4 separate regions of the Mus musculus genome follow, and all the other regions are linked to region 2. Evidence: chromatin contacts called from public promoter capture Hi-C data. All regions are on one chromosome and are shown on one strand. The core of a region is the stretch at or near the end of the contact, and the rest is flanking DNA. Distances in the headings are between cores, read along the strand shown. Region 1 has its middle 610 kb from the start of Gm30904. Region 2 holds the start of 5031426D15Rik (RIKEN cDNA 5031426D15 gene). Region 3 holds the start of Echdc3 (enoyl Coenzyme A hydratase domain containing 3). Region 4 has its middle 690 kb from the start of 5031426D15Rik.

The links. Promoter capture Hi-C pulls out the DNA fragments that hold promoters and counts their contacts.
Region 1: a promoter capture Hi-C map of hippocampal neurons shows a contact between it and region 2, with 3 times the contacts expected there. The contact joins the enhancer-like site here to the promoter of 5031426D15Rik in region 2. A contact is called at or near these places in 9 of 39 promoter capture datasets (the 3T3-L1 cell line, cranial neural crest, hematopoietic stem and progenitor cells and 6 more).
Region 3: a contact with region 2 is called in a promoter capture Hi-C map of embryonic stem cells, with 3 times the contacts expected there. The contact joins the promoter of Echdc3 here to the promoter of 5031426D15Rik in region 2. A contact is called at or near these places in 7 of 39 promoter capture datasets (the 3T3-L1 cell line, 3T3-L1-derived adipocytes, embryonic stem cells and 3 more).
Region 4: a contact with region 2 is called in a promoter capture Hi-C map of hippocampal neurons, with 2.9 times the contacts expected there. The contact joins the enhancer-like site here to the promoter of 5031426D15Rik in region 2. A contact is called at or near these places in 7 of 39 promoter capture datasets (3T3-L1-derived adipocytes, the C10 cell line, the HPC-7 cell line and 3 more).

What each region holds. Positions count from the first base shown.
Region 1 is chr2:7,732,906-7,735,605 of GRCm38.p6, forward strand. No RefSeq gene overlaps it. Among named protein-coding and RNA genes, the nearest start is that of Gm30904, 610 kb to the right of the region's middle. Within about 2 kb of position 1,381, at least 21 of the 459 cell types and tissues checked have an H3K27ac peak or open chromatin away from gene starts, as enhancers often do. A contact at or near this core is called in hippocampal neurons, where this site is marked.
Region 2 is chr2:6,927,358-6,930,057 of GRCm38.p6, forward strand. It overlaps 5031426D15Rik (RIKEN cDNA 5031426D15 gene), which reads right to left and starts at 1,365. Exons shown (of 1, transcript NR_027890.1): 1 at 1-1,365. It also overlaps a transcript of Celf2 not described here.
Region 3 is chr2:6,211,661-6,214,360 of GRCm38.p6, forward strand. Echdc3 (enoyl Coenzyme A hydratase domain containing 3) reads right to left here and starts at 1,334. Exons shown (of 5, transcript NM_024208.4): 1 at 1,131-1,334. The coding sequence starts at 1,300. All of the region lies in intron 1 of A230108P19Rik (RIKEN cDNA A230108P19 gene), which reads left to right.
Region 4 is chr2:7,618,699-7,621,398 of GRCm38.p6, forward strand. No RefSeq gene overlaps it. Among named protein-coding and RNA genes, the nearest start is that of 5031426D15Rik, 690 kb to the left of the region's middle. Within about 2 kb of position 1,418, at least 29 of the 459 cell types and tissues checked have an H3K27ac peak or open chromatin away from gene starts, as enhancers often do. A contact at or near this core is called in hippocampal neurons, where this site is marked.

The DNA of each region.
Region 1 (2,700 bases), core at 131-2,630, 810 kb after region 2:
ATAGGGAAGAACAGCTGAGCGATTGGCAGTCCAACCCCTGGGCTGGAGAGTTAGGGTAGAGGGTGAGGTATGCTAGCCATACTCTGTAACAGGTAGGTACTGAGGGATGCTGGGAGAACCTGGCAGCCAGGCCTATTTTCATATGTTAAATAGTCACTTGAGCCATTTGCCCAAGGGTGAGGGTTTGAGACTTACAGTCTGGGGCTCACTAGGGTAAAATGGCTGGCCAGTGGGGCTCCGGCTCATACAGTTAAATCACATTGCATTCATTTTCTCTCTGTGTGTCTCAGTAAACTTCAGATCCATATCAAAACAGCTCCTTCTGTCTTTGGAGAATCATGCATGCCAGGCTCTGGTCCCACTTTGCTCTTTTTTCCCCCTCCCCATAGGCTGCTGTGTCTCATTTTGTAAGTCTCACTACCTCTGAAATCCCTCTGTCGTACAGGATAGCCTCAAATTCCAAGATCCATCTGTCTCTGCCAACCAAATGCTAGTAACAAAATTGTGCACAACCATAGCAGGCCCTTCTTTAATTTTAAAACATCATTTAACACCTAACTCTATGACTCCTACTTTTAAAAACGGAACAATAGAATTAAGGTTCATGAGTTTATTTTTAGCAAAGAAGAGATGCACAGACAAAGGAGACAAAAACACAAATGTGGGAATGTTTCCTTCAGGGCCAGCAAGACAGTCTATTCCATGGGGAAAGGCACTTTCTGCCAAACATGAGTTCCTATGGTCAATCACAAGGACCCACATGGTAGAAGGAGAGAAAAAGATTCCTCATATTTTTGTTCTGACCACATGAGCTCTGTGGTGGTACAAGCGCATCTCTCTCTCTCTCTCTCTCACACACACACACACACACACACACACACACGCACACACACATACACTTGCATGCACATGCACACACACTTTAAAAAAAAAATTCCTGCTTGGTATTCTCACAAGTAAAATTCTGACTTTCTTTTTATCCGATGGGCATGTTTGGAGTAATTAGAACATCTGCTCCCTGAAACTTTCACTATCAACTTCATAATAAGGCAATTTTTTTCAGTCTAGTAGCTGATGGGTGAAAAGAGCAATACTTTCATAACATAACGACGAGTACACTCTCCTTTCCTAATAAAACAGAGCACAAGCCATGCTATGAAAAACAGGACATGGGAAGGACACTGGTCCTCAACCAAAAACTCTAGGAAGATGCCACAAGGTAGCCTTTCCAAATGAGAAGCTCTGGCTCTCAGATGAGGTTTTTCAGAAGAGAATTCCAGGGTCTTGACTTTTCCCTGCCTCTACAGTGTAGTTCTGTACGATGCAGTTTAATACAGCACCAACTTCCTATGAACGGATCAGAAGCAGTTTTGAAAGTCAAATGTGCCAGGGGAGTGCTTCCTGTGCAGGGTGACAGCCATTATCCGCCCTCCTGCCTCCTCTTTAAGGCTTTCAGATACAGCAGCAATTCCATAAAGTCTTTCTATTCATCTCTGGCACGTCTATCTCTTGTCTCATTATAATTTCACTTATTTCTATAAAAGAAACTTGACAGCTACAGAACATTTGAGGGAAGAGAGGAAGGCGGGTGGTATGCGGGGGAGGAAAGAAGCAGGCAGCGAGAGGGGGGGAAGCAATCTGCACGTGGCTGTAAGTCCTCAGAGAACCCCTTTGGGTGACACCTTCAGAAAGGACTGCATAACAGCCATATGGCAGCATGGTCCCTTGGCATTATTTGCAGTTGCCTAGAGGCTTCTGGGTAAATGGGATAAAGTCCCTGCCACTAGCATAACAAAGGGGAAGCTCCCCCCACCCACCCCCACCCCAGCAACAGTATACACAGCTTCCTACAGTTATCCTGAGCAGGGATTCTGGCACCTGTAACTCCATCTGTGTACATTAAAAGTTATATGTGCGTATTTGAAGCGGCAAGTTCTTGCTAAGTTGTGCATCCATTTCTTTCCTAATTCTAAAAAGAAAAATTTTAAATGAAGCAAAGGAGGCTGTCAGCTCTAAGTCTTTGCTCCCATCATACTTACATGCTAATCCCCAGCGTGATGCTTTCTGGAGATAGGCTCTTGGGAGTTAAAAAGGTCATGAAGCTAGAGTCCTCTTGAGGGGAATTGCTACCCTGGTAAAAGGCAAAATAAAAACTTTGCTATTTATGCTCAGAGCACAAAAGAAACAAGAAGCATCCAACATCCTTTAACACAGCAGCAACTCTTACTAAGAACCCAACTGCACAGGCACCCTAATGTCAGACCTGTAGTCCCAGCTATGAGAAATAATCTCTATCCCATTAATTCTCTTGGTCTATGATGCTTTGTTATAGTAACATAAACTGACTAGAGAAACTCTCTATAACTTTTACATAACTGCATCCCTCTAAATATGAATTCCTAGCATACCCACATCCTTAAGCAACACCTCATAGAAACAAGAAAAAAAATAATAAGATTTTCATGCATGCATGTGTGTTTATGTCTATATATGTTCAGAGATACACATGTGTGAACAAATTCACATACATCTGAGCATGGGCGTGTGGAGACTAGTAGACAACCTCTGTGTTATTTCTTATGTGCATCCCACTACTTTGAGACAGATTTACTTACTGACTTTGGTTGCATGGGCAGGCTTGTAAATTTAGCCATCCCTGTGTCCACCTTCCCATTGCTGGATGATAAGCCGCTATGCTAG
Region 2 (2,700 bases), core at 115-2,614:
TTCTTCTGGATATGGCATTTATCACAGCAACAGAAAAGCAAACTACAGAATCCATGTTAGATTGATTGGACTTGTAAAATACATGTGATATTGCTTTAAAAAAGAAAAGAATATTTGTATTCTGAACACAAAATATAAAAGTTAAACAAATATTTATGGAAGGTAATCACAACCTCTTATTGACAGTAAAGCACAATATGGAAATGGGTTGATAAAGTTGAGCTGACTTTGGTAACTGATATATATATATATATAAATTCATAACATAAAGTAACTCAAGGAATAATGACAGTTGGTCTGGGACATGCTGGGATAGGGGAAATTTATCAGCCTGTTCTTAAAACACACCACCAAAAGCACCTGCCTCATACACAGCAGGGTAATGTGGGCCTGTTCTTTCTCTGTTTTCTAACATGTTTGAGAAGCAGACTGTGATGTAATCCTTCAAAACTGAGCTACCCAACTTAGAGTCTCTCCATGGAAGCTTCCCCAGGATGCTCCACACTCCATACGCTGGCTCTGGAGAACCCCAGGGTATGGTGGAGAATATCTTGGGCATATGGCTGGTGTTCTCACTTTCATCTCCTTGACTCTTCAGTTTGTTCTCTCTCTCTTTTTTTTTTCTCTCTTTTGAAATGTGGCTCATTCTAGAAGCAGCTGAATTGGTACAGACAGTACTTCTGAGGATACATCCCTGAGAATTTAGCTGCAAAGCCCAGGAGAAGTCAGATCCCTGGGAAGAAGCCAAGTGCAGATTTCAGAGAAACAGCATCCTCATGCTTGAGCAAGTTTTCCTCTCCAGATGAAACTTGTCAAATTCCCTTCATACACCCTTCTCTCTAGACAGATGGACACAGAAACGGAGATACAGATTCATGCTTATTTCGGTGTAAACATTTTTTTTTCTCCAAAGTACAGCTTTCAGAGAGTCCCCATTACTGACTCCTAAGGAATTACTCACATTTAGTCTAGCGACTCCCTCCAAGACTGTTTAACACTTCATAAGCATTTCCCTTAAGCCATAAACAACCCTGAGACAGATAACCAAGATGGTGCCTCTGATCAGACTTTGCAGGGTGACTTCTGGTTCATCTCCCATTTGATGCCGAGGACAAAGAGATATATCTGTGACTATGATTATCCACTTGGAAGGTGAGGAAATGAAGTTAAAGGCGAGAGTCTGTGAGACAGCTCTGTAGGTAAAGACATTTCTTATCAAGCCTGCCTGAGTAGGAAACTCAGAACTTACATGGTGGAAAGAGAGAGCTGATTCCAGTAAATTGCCCTTTGACCTTCATATGCATGCTATGGTACACACACACACATACATACATACACACACACACACACACACACACACACACACACACACACACATGTGCATAAAATCTTACAAAAGGTTAGCTTGTGGTAAGAGTTTCTGTCTTCTCTGATCAGTTTATAAACACCAAGTTCTTTCTCTTATGAAATCACGTGAACAATGCAAAGACCAATGGGACATCATTTCATGAGGTCTGCCTTGAACACTTCAGTGTCCTCTGAAGATGAAATCAATCACTCTGTTCTTCTCTTTTCTGCGGGAGACAAAGGGAAGGGGGGATGGGCAGAAGAGCTGAAGAGACAGGATCCATTGGCCAAAGCTTAGCTTGATGGTTAGCTAAAGCAGACCTTGTCAAGTTTAGAAGTTTCTTTGTGTGTGTGTGTGTGTGTGTGTGTGTGTGTGTGTGTGTGTATGTGTGTGTGTACAGATATGTGATTGACAACAAGTTCCTTCTCTATTGTTCTCCAACTTCCTTTTGGACACAGAGATCCACATTGGTTCTGGCGCTTGCCAGTTTATTTAACTGGCTGGTCAACAGGCCCCTAGAACACACACCCCCAGCACGAGGATGTTCCTGTTACACACGTGGTTTTTTATGTGGTTTCTGGGGCTCTGAACTCAGGATTCTCAGGTTTGGATTGCAAGCACTTTACAGGTTGATTCCTTCTCCCAGCCCTGTAACAGGGCTTCTGACAGCTTTAACTCACTGGCGAGTGCGTTCATCCTCTTAGACTCAGACAAAGGCATCGAGGGTCATCCTTCACAGAGCAGATGACTCCCAGAAGATGCGTATGCACCAAATGTTAATTCTATTATACCATTAATGTACCATTACCTATAATAAATGTCTTCCAATAAATTGCCCAGTACCATAGGTCACATAGAAATACATAAGGCAGTGCGAGTGAATCATCAGAAAGACTGGCTTAATCGTAGAGACTAAGATTGATCAGATGTGGAAAAGACTAGAAGTCCAGAGTGCCATAAAGCAAATAGAATAGGAAGAAAGTGGCTACCTTGCAGGACTTTGAGGGTCATCCTGTGGAGTATGCTATACTAAATCCTGAGGCGCTGGAGAGTGGAGTGGAGTGGGACCATTGACAGCGAGCGTGGGGAAGCACGGTCTGGCTCATTACAGGAGGATGTGAGATCTTAATGCCATCTACTGTGTGCAATCCACTTTTTGTGGTTCTTTTAGATCAGGTGGTTTACTGCCTTATCCAGTACACAGCATTTAATAAGATGGCAGAGAAGCTAGCAGCGAGGCTCACAGAAGCCAATAACCAGGTTTCAAGCCACTTTTCTTATATGCAGGGGAAAGAGATGTGTGCTCCAAGTCTGAGTTCCTCTGAGGCATATACCTACTTGACCACTTGGCA
Region 3 (2,700 bases), core at 84-2,583, 720 kb before region 2:
CAGGAGCAGGCAGATTTCTGAGTTCAAGGCTAGCCTGGTCTATAGAGAGAGTTCTAGGACAGCCAGGGCTACACAGAGAAACCCTGTCTCAAAAAAAAAAAAAAAATCAGAAAGGAAGGCTCTACATTTCAGAGCCCCCTAAGGCTCTCTTTGGGAGTGTTTCTATCTCTGTTGATGGCCAAGGAGTCCACAGGAAATGGGATTGCTCTTTAGTTACTGAGCCCCACCAATGCTTAGCCCCTGTGGTGGCCACCCATGGTTGTCTGTAGGGAGTTAGGGGACAGACAGAATATGGGCACCTTGGATGGGTATCCGCAGACCTGTGTGCTAAGCTCCTTAAAGGCTGTAGTAATAGAGAGGTCTGAGGGTGAAGGGGAGGTGTGGGGAGAGCCAAAGGCCAGAGGTTGGCTCTCCATTCTTTTGGAGGACCACATAAAAGTTTGGGTGAGGATTAAAAAGTGAAACATGATCTTCTAGGGTTAAGAAGAGCTATTTACTGGAGTAGGGGGCATATCACTTAAACAGCTCCACCTGTAGCTCTTAAACAAGGAAACGTAGCTCTTCACAGCCTTGTGCTGCCCAGGCCTGAAAAGGGTCTTCATTACATCCAGGTTGTGCACGGATTCAAACAAAACTTTAAGGCTTTTAGGTTTGTGGCACAAGGGGGCAGAGATCAGGGCATGTGCCCTGTATCCTTACTTATTGACCTCCCCCACCCTGCATTTCAGCATGCCCTTAACCCTGGAGCCTGCTGATTTTGTTTGTAAGGGCATGGATCTTTTGTGATAGGCTTTCTTGGAGGTCATGGCAACGGCTGTTGCGATAGATGTGTGCTCATGCCAGCAGAAATGTTCAGAAACGACTGGGCAACTGGGCACGGTAGCCGTGTTAGGGGGCCACCAGGAAGTTTTCACTTACAACCCTCACATGTGCCTCGTATTAGTGTGCACAGGGAAGGGACACCTGTAAACTCAGTATGCAAGGATTCCTCCACCAAAGATGTCATCTTTTCGAGATGAAATCGAAAAGAACAGTGACAAATAACTCAGGATTAGTGGCGGCAAGGCCTGTTGATCCCGAGTCCTGGCTCCCAACTCCAGGGAGAGCCCTGGCACTGCCTGCAGGCTGACCTGATTCCGTCCTGCTGTCGCGTGCTGGTGAGCCTTGGCTCTGACTCCGACCCCGCAGGTCCTGCTGACCCTGGGCTGCAGAAGCCGGCGGAGAGAGGGGCCCATGGGTTGCGCCTGAGCCAGCTGGGCCACTTCACCCCAAAGGCCCGAAGGCCTGCGACCACAGCCATTGCAGCCAAGAAAAGCAAGGTTGACTGTGCAAGCAGCCTAGGCCTCGGGTTTTTCCCTTTTAGACCTGGTCACTCAGAGCCCCGCCTTCAGGGCCCCACCCCCAAAGCCCTGCCCCGGTGTCCTTCTCCTGGAGCCACGCCCCCAAACCCGGGCTGCGAAACTAGTGGAGCGGGGCGGGTGGGGTGGAGGGGCTCGGGGCCCTGCCCTGGGTGTAGGTCACAGAATGAAACTCATTTGCCAGAGCCAGTGATTTGTTTGATTTAGTCAGGCTGTGAAGGAGTTTAAGGGAGGGGAGAACTGGGTTGGCTCGTTTCTTTGTGTAGCGACACCAGGAATGTGCCGGATGTTGTGAAATGAGTGTCATCCGGTGATGAGTGGCAGGAGCTATGTACCACATTGCTGCGCCCACGCCTCCCACAGGAAACTCTCCTATGCCTTGTGGGTGATCCTGGATCACAAGGAGTGTTTAGCCTACTATAACTTTGAATGTTTTGCATCTTCCCGTGCAGACGCGGGAGACCGGTATTTATAGCTTGGGCTTTCCACATTCGCCCAGGGGAAGCCTGGAATCCGTTTCAGGATCCCAGTGGCTAGATGAGAGGCATATCCTACAGTGAAAGGCTTTTAAGTAAATCCTTGCGGTGTGGTAATTCTTGCAAATGTGGGTATTTGTGGGAGACACAGAATAAATAATCTTAGCTCTTAAGATCTTGTTGCTTCTAGAGGGAGGTGCCATCCCAGGAGCCCGAACTCTTTCCCAATGGGTTCTGCAAGGATAACAGTATATACAAGATATACAGTATATACAATACATTCATTAAATCTCAGAAAGTAAAAAGATTTACAAGGGTGTCCTATAAGATGACCAACCTGCAAGGCATTGAAGGGGCATCAGGGATGCAGCCTCTGTGAGTCTTATGTGTGCTGCTGTGGGATTTTAATCCATGCAGCTGCCTTTGAGTCTTTTGTGCTCCTGCAAGTAGCTCCTCACCCCTACCTACAGAGGTAACCCCAGTAGACTTACCGGTTCCCTAAGCTAGCCTTGGGTAGAATCGTTTCTTTGCTCTGTGGATGTCATCCTAGAAAAAGTCACACAAGGGGCTTGTTTTTTCCTTTTGTTTTGAAACGGGGTTTCTCTATGTAGTCTTGGCTGTCCTGGAACTTGGGTAGCCTCAAACCCACAGAGATCCACTTGCCTCTGCCTCGTGAGTGCCGGGATTAAAAGCATATACCGTCACTGCCCACTGCGAAGCTGTCATCCTCAGCTTTATAACAGGACAAAACAGTGTATAAGGTGATATTTCAAAATATCATTGAAGACTCTCCCACTACCCTTCACCCCTCCATTTCCTTGACTGTTGTTCTATCTAAAAAGCTAGATTATTCTTTGTTTCTGTGA
Region 4 (2,700 bases), core at 168-2,667, 690 kb after region 2:
TATGTTTTTTAGCTGATTCCCCCAAAATGTTTTTTTCTATCCTTGGTATTCGAATTACATGAAAATTTATAGCTTATGGTATTCTCAAATACAAGTCAAAATTAAATGATTCTTTTCAATCCATTATGGGATATTGTTTTACAAATATACCCACTGCATATTTATAGTAGCTATTCTTCTTAAAAATGTGAATGAGCAATTTCCATACATTTCAAAGAAAAAAGAATATATACTTTTAGTGTCATATTATAGTCATATTCCCAAGATGAAATAAGAAGGTATTTAAAAATGTCTAATCACTGTCTACAACTAACAGGATATCTTTGTTGTGATAACAGCGAATCTGGTGAGTTTAGACTCATATTTTACTTTTAAGTACTTACTCAAGAGATTGTAATCATGTGTATTTTTTTAAAAATGTGTTTACCCTCTCAACTTGCTAGTAAATTTCTCTTTCACACCGTGGTGCATCTGTAAGCATCTGAAGTGTTTCTCCCAGTTGCATCTAGTTTTAAATTAAAAGTGCCTAGATGAATGGGAATTTATTGCAATCTAATACACTTCCTTTCCACTTTTTTATGATGTCATGATGTTTCTGAGATCTTTATGGCCATTAATTACTTGTGTTTTTATGATATTGCAATAATCTAGAAGGGAAAGAACATATTTTTCTCTGTACTTAAGCAGAATCAAAGAGCAGGAAAAGCAGTTTCAGTAAATTGTTAATATCTTTCCTGAGACAGGGTATATCAGCATCCCACTTTGACCTAAATGATAGGACTGTGCTCCACACAGTAACCACACCACCATATTTCTTTTTTTTTAAATTTTAAATATCCATATTGAATTAGTAGTTATACAGAACTTAACCAATATTTTTAAAGACAAAAATTAACCAAGCTAAAAGGCTGTTAAAATCATGGCATCCCAGAGTTGTAGGAGGATCATCTTCCACAGATGGTATATGTTACAAAACAGGTTTCTCTTGATTTGGTACAAAAGCAAGTAGCTTTGTTTCTCTAAGCACTGGTGATTTAAAAATATTCTAAAGGTAAATATTTAAGTGAGGTTATTCCTGCAGCTCTGGAGACTTGTTTATAATATTTTAAAACTTGAAAATTCCCTTGTAATGACCTTACGTTGACTTAGTATGAATTTACATTTCTCAAGAAAACTGAGTAGTGGATTCATCATTTGCTGTTGCTGAGATTATGCCTATTCCTGTGTGCTTAGGCAGACTGGACGTTCAGTAATAAAGTAAACCACTTAAAGCAGAAAGGTCAATAGAGCAAGCCAGTAGGGACGGCCAACTAAATGTCAGTACTCTGGGAATGAAAAAGAAGCACAGTCCCCTCTAGATCCTTCTACTGCAAAAGCTGGCCCACGATGTGAAACCCTCCCAGACAGTGGCAAGAAGCCCAGAAATCGGAAGCACCTGACTCCTTCAAGCCAAGAATCTCTGGATGAGAAAGCTGGGTAAGCACTGGGAAAAGCGCCTCGTTCTAACAGCACAGATGGCCACAGCCATGGCTGCCAAATGGCTCACTGGGTCTGACAAAGGAGACAGGTGATCAAATAGACAAAGGCTGAAATGACCGCTCTAAATAGTACTGGAGAATGTGACAGGACCCGGGATAGAGGCAAAAACTGACAATTCATGGAATTGATTGTTGTCTACCTGACTGCTTGTCCCTTGGACATCTGTCTTCCCCCGCTCTTGGATGTCTTAGGCTTCTCAAGTAGAGATCAGGTGCTTGCACAGATGATATGCTGGGTTCCTGCTGGGTGGGGAGTAAATCACTGGGTTCTGTCAGTTACTGCATCTCAATGATCAATAGGACTGTGAGAAAGTCACCATTTCACTGGTGTGAAAGAGTTCCCTGCCTCAAACAGTGAGTCAGTTTCACAAATATAAATGGATGCCATTCAAGATCTATAAACAAGTTGAAACACTGGAGGAGATACTGAAGATATAGATGACAGTTTATAATAGGCCAACCCTATCAAATAATTAATATAAATCACAGTTCTTTTCCTTTTAGTTAGACTCTTCTGGAACAAAGTTATCTTTTTGCCAATTATTATTGTTTTGGATTCACCTTTTACATGTGCATGCACATTGTATACATTTATATGTTTAAGTTCATAGCCATATGAGTATGCATGCCAATGTAGTCAACCTTGATTGTCTTTCCTAAGGCCTATTATGAACTTTTTAATTTAAAATTATATACATATACATTTACACGGCCCATAAGTATTCAGGCATGGATAAGGCAAGGACTCAGGGGATCCTACACTTCATGACTATACTATTAGCTAGCAACACCTTCATGGAGTAGAGAAATCATTGCCTTAAGTCCTGTACCAACTGATGACCCTACCACAGTCCAATGGAATCTTCCAATATAGTGGTCATGCAGATGTCCCGGGTAGTTATGTGTGTATGCATGCATGCACATCTATGTATAAGAACACAGACATGAGATTGTCATGGCACACTTCAGAGGGAGGACAACTTTGAGTGTTGGTCGTCCCCTTCTGTCTTGTTCAAGAGGAAGCTTTTGTCCACCACCGTGTACAACAGTGTCAGTGATTCACAAACCTCTAGAGATTCTGTCTTCACGTCCCATCTTCCTGTGGGAGCACAGAGATCACAGATGTCCACCATCACACTCAGATGCTCCCTGGTTTCTGAGG